2 separate regions of the Gossypium hirsutum genome follow, and region 2 is linked to region 1. Evidence: chromatin contacts called from public Hi-C data. All regions are on one chromosome and are shown on one strand. The core of a region is the stretch at or near the end of the contact, and the rest is flanking DNA. Distances in the headings are between cores, read along the strand shown.

What was found. A called contact is a pair of places that touch in the nucleus more often than the background predicts.
Region 2: a Hi-C map of leaf shows a contact between it and region 1, with 3 times the contacts expected there. The contact joins two enhancer-like sites. A contact is called at or near these places in 3 of 34 Hi-C or Micro-C datasets (callus and leaf).

Annotation. Positions count from the first base shown.
Region 1 is chrA08:20,658,965-20,661,670 of Gossypium_hirsutum_v2.1, reverse strand. It overlaps the pseudogene LOC107945580. Among protein-coding and RNA genes, the nearest start is that of TRNAE-UUC, 22 kb to the right of the region's middle. Within about 2 kb of position 1,425, at least 9 of the 9 cell types and tissues checked have an H3K27ac peak or open chromatin away from gene starts, as enhancers often do. A contact at or near this core is called in leaf, where this site is marked.
Region 2 is chrA08:20,792,272-20,794,971 of Gossypium_hirsutum_v2.1, reverse strand. No RefSeq gene overlaps it. Among protein-coding and RNA genes, the nearest start is that of LOC107921180, 89 kb to the left of the region's middle. Within about 2 kb of position 1,406, at least 1 of the 9 cell types and tissues checked has an H3K27ac peak or open chromatin away from gene starts, as enhancers often do. A contact at or near this core is called in leaf, where this site is marked.

The DNA of each region.
Region 1 (2,706 bases), core at 176-2,675:
AATATTTGACATAATTGGATTCAATCTATTCACAATCACCTTAGTCAAAATTTTATAAGGCATTGTGCAAAGGATAATAGGGCGATAATGATACAAATTCTCAAAATAGACTATTTTTGGGATAAGGACAATAAGTGTTTGATTCCAAAAACAGATCCAATACTCCTCCCTAAAAAAATCCCAAATCATGGAATAAACCGAGGAACCCACAACACCCCATTAAGTTTGATAGAATTGCGTATGGGATCCATTAACACCAGGTGCCTCCAAAGGGGCATATTGACCTTCAAATCTCATCATTAGTATCCGGGGACTTCAAAAGATCAAATTCATACTGCCCAATCTTTGGGAAAACCCCTCTCAACATCTCCTTCAACAAAATACAACTTATAAAAAAAGGAAATGGCAATAGATTTAATGATTTTATCGTCATAGCACCAATTAGCCCCATCTAATCAGAGAGTCTAAATTTGATTGTGACGGCGACGACTGGTAGAGTTCTATATGCAATAAAAGTTAATCCCTTCCACAAAAACATTCATTTAGTAAGGTTTGGGTTACCATAGCAAACTGTCACAATAAACTAGTAATAAAAAATTATAGATGAAATCTTTAGATGAACAAATTGTGTATGGTTGAACAAAACTTCAACAGATATAGAGTCCTTCCATAAAATCCAGATGTTGCCAACGAAAATTTTTGCTTCAATTCAGTGTGAAAACGGAAACCCAATTTTCAAAATCACACAATCTGCTTGCCGACCACTCAGTCGAGGTCCAAGCAACGCTACCAATGATGGACTAAAATCTCAGACATATTCAGCAAGAGTACGATGAAATCGAATATGACCCGTACCTTGACAATTCCAAATAGAGAACTTACAATTCATAGGAAAGATCCCAAATGTAAGTAAAAAGATACCCATACTTCAATTGACTAAAATTGAGTCAACATCGAGCGCCGACTCCTCATAAGTAGTACTTGAACTTCCTACCTCATTCGCCTTATGATCCGGTTTAGAATCAATTCCTTCCACAATACCACTCATTGCATCCTTGACTAGAATATCCTTACGAGACCCAATCGAAATTTAACCCCTTCCCCTTGAACTTCTCTTTTAGCTTCTCTCCATTTAATAATATTTTCATTTTCCTTGGACGAAAAAATGGTAGCATCCATCATGAATCCTTCACTTGCTCCATCTGGAACCTTCCCTTCATTCCCAATAATATTAGGGTGAGTGTTTTCCTCTACAGAAACAACACAATGACAAGATTGATCAAGAGATAAATATCTCGTCTAGCTTGGTGATGCAAAAGGTTGGGTTCAAAATCTCTTTCCCTTTCTCCAACAAGCCTAGAGTCCAGACCATTAAAGACCACAGTAGCACCCTTTGGACCCTAAATATCACCTTGGACTTTTAACCCAAAGCCCACTGATGTACTACTCTCACCAGGCCCTTTAAGATGTAATTTATGCATCTCTAACCCTGTACTTTACTTCTCTTTACCTAATGCCCGTTTGTTTCTTATTCATAGCTTTAAGCCCAGATTTTGACATCTCTTTCGATTTCCCAATAGAAGGCAAGTTTTGCCCAAACACAAAATTTCATGTTTTACTCCTATTTTTTTCCTAAAATATCTTCCGAAACATCCTCCTAAATTGTAGATAGCACATCAAAATTAAATTTCCCGGATTTGGTGCCTTGATTTTCGACGCCTGAAGAGTTACCTATTTTGGGGTAGTTTTCTTGTCCTACGCTTACCACCATCCAAGAGCCGTAACTCTCCTCCTCCACCCTATTTTTAATATTCACCACCAATAGTTTCTTTCTTTCAACAAATTCTACCTCATTGTTCCTCATACCAAGCGCAAGACATCTCTCCTTTAGATGACCATAGTGCCCACATTGAAAGCATAAGTAGGGAGGGACTCTTATTCAACCCTTTGAAGTTGGCCATCAATTCGGATATTAGAAATCAAAGAGAGCCCCAATTCAACATCGACAGCCATGTGAGCGAATTGAACTCTCGTCCCATTATCTGTATTATAATCAATACGAATAACATTCTTAATCACCTCCCCAATTGCGAGCCGAATACTTTTTTTTTTATACATCACACCAAGAAGATCCGGTAAGCGAATCCTAGCAACCATATTGAAGGGGTACTCTTGCATCGTGCTAAAGTTTAGAGTCCATGGTTGTACTATCAAAAACTGAAAAAAAATCACCCAGTGCCCAAATAAAACTTTTATATAATCTTCAATAGATCTAAATTTGGCCATTTTCAAGATCCATTAGTTGAAACGTCTGAGTTGGTTTCCACAAGATGAAAGTCTTGCTAAAAAGGGTGTTGAAACCAATGTCCTGGCCTAAAAGTTTAATGATCACAGTCTTTGACATGCTATCGCCCATAAGTTAATGCACCTGATTAGAAAAATTAATTGAAGGAATTCCTCCATTATTATTAGTAACATCACCCTTCATCAATTCAATATCCTTCTCAAGGCTCTCACCCAACAGTTTGCTCTCCCCATATTGGTTTAGGATTTTGTCTCAAAAGAACATTTTGTCCATCCCAGCTACTTCCATAATAACATTATCCTGGTCAAGAGGGTTTTCTTCCCATAGCCGAACTTTCTTCGTAGCCCTACCAACTTTTTGCCCCTCCTTGCGATCACCTTTTTTTTTAATTAATGTTTTTA
Region 2 (2,700 bases), core at 157-2,656, 130 kb before region 1:
AATTCTGGAATGACTTGTTAGTAAGGTAAAAATAGAAATATTATGAGTTAACATAATGTTTTAAATATTTATATTAGTATAATTTATATTATTACTATTTATGAAATTTTAAATAATATATTTAATAGTTATGTTATAGTGTGATAAATGTTTTAATTTGAATGTTAGTATTGTGATATTTGATTCACAATATTAAAATAATTTTAATAATGTTATTTATAAATTAAATTATTTAGATTATTTTAAATAATTATCCATGTTTTTGTGGTGTTCAGGCTTGGAATATCAAACCATTGTAAGTAACTTGACATGATTTTTTTTTTTTAACATTACGTATGAGTTGTTAATTAAATATTTTTTTAAACATTTATGTGAACGTATTATGATGATTAATTTACATGCAAGCGTAGTTAATAGTTATCAAATTAATGACATATATGTTAGTGATAATGGTTCTGACTTATTGTACTTCATTATGAGTTAGGACTCAAAAGTAAGAAGAAGCGAGGCAGTTAATTAATTGTAGAATGAACCTAACAACCCATGTGTTGTTGCAGACATAATTTTTGTAAATCGGATGATGCAGAAATTTATTTTTATGTGTTATCCTAGTGTTAGACTACAAATACTGAAATGTAATATTTTAAAGGAAATATTTATTTATGTTATATAGATTATGACGATTTGTAACGAGGCATTATAAGGAGAATGCTTGGTACAAAATGTTGATTAAATATTTCTTTTTACTAGTATTGCATGGGAAGGTGCAAAGTAAATTGCCAAATTGTTACGAGTAATCATTTCTACAAACTCATTTGGGAAACCCCGTGAATTCCTTGGATGAACAATTTTGTCATTAAAAATTTACCAAAATATTTCATAGATTCTAAATTAGTGCAGGTTAAAAAGGTGAAGGCCCAAGATCTTTTACAAGGGGTTTAGGGTTTGTAATATAAAGAAATGTAAAACCTTTTATTCGAAAATGTTAATTAAATAATTTGTTTCATCTATTTTTTTTTTATTTTATAGTTATAAAGTTTAGTAATTATTCATTCCATAATCTTGACATATTGCAATTGAAATTGACGTTTTTTTAAAAAAATTGAATGTGAATTTTGATTGAGTTCATATTGCATTGTAATTATTTATCCACTGACCACAGAGGCATCAAAATTGTTTGTGATAATGTAAACAATTTGAAATTGATTTAATTCATTTGTACAGTTCTAGGGAAGCCTCAATATGAGTAATCGATTCATGGTTTATGTATATTACAACTAGGAAATTCATACGACAGACCATGGCACAGTTTTTGAATCAAACAACAAACTTGCACTGAGGTTCAGTAATAATGCTAACCGTGCAGCCCAAATTTTGCCCACTACCCCAACAAACCAAGCCCAACTAAACAACCCAATTATATCAGCCCAAACCTTAAAAACCAAAACCCAATGCCTAATTCTAGCCCAGTTAGCCTAATACCCAAAATTAGAAAAAAAATAAATAAACAAACCTTAGGTGCGCCGCACGTAAGGTCTTCTGACTATCCGCAGTCTACAGCACCGCCCTTATCACATTCACCGCCCATTTATCTGCAAAAAGAACAGAGCAATCAATTAAAGAGCAAGTTGTAAAGAAAATATGGCTATAAAGAGCCATATTAAAACCGAATGTAATTAGTTTTTTTTTTCTAGAATCAAAACAAGAAATAAAAGATTTTCAAAAACAAAGCAAAGATCGAATATCAAAGAGAAAGAATAAACAAAAAGACAAAATCAAATCAGAAAAAATAAAAGGTGATTCTATCTTTTTATTTTATTTTATTATTATTATTATTTTTGTTTCAAATCTATTTCTTTTTTTTATTTATTTATGTATATATATATATAGAATAAAAATAAAAAGAGGGAAACGAGGCTTACCCTTAAAATCCCCGAAAAACGCTAACTTTTTTGGTTCTGGCGGTGGAGATGTTGGCTGACGGCGGTGGAGATGTCAGAGTCGGCTGGACTTGGAGAGAGGGGGGGAGAGTGTTTTGAGAGGTTTTTATGAAAGTTTTTTTTTAGAAGAAGAGTAGAATGAATTTTTTGTAAAAAAATTGATTTATAAAGCTTATCAAAACAATGTCGTTTTGATTTAAAACACCATGTGCAAAATGGTGTCATTTTGGCCGACCCGCGCCTTGACCTGACCCAGAGCTAGGATCCGCTTGTTTTTGAGAAAATAGTTTATTTGCGCTTTTAGCCCTTCCGCTTTTCTATTGTTTTACAATCAAGTTTCTTTTATTTTTTAATTTTGCCCTATAATTTATTTTGACCTTCAATTTGGTCCCTCTTGGTGCTGTGCGTTTTGGGAGGGAGGGGTATTGCCCATTTTGGTCCTCCTTTGTTATTTGCGCGTCCAAATTGGTTCTTTCCTTTTTATTTTTATTTTGAATACACCCCGAACTTCTATTTTAAGTTCACTTTAGTCCTTTTTAGTTATTTTTACTATTTTCTTATTATTATTTATTATTATTATGATCATTATTATTATTATTATTTTATATATATTATTATTTATATTATTGTTATTATTATTGTTCCTTTTACTATTATTATTTATTATCAATATTATTATTATTATTATTATTATCATCATCTTATTATATTACTATTATCATTTTTATAATTACTGTTACTATTATTTTTTATTACTATT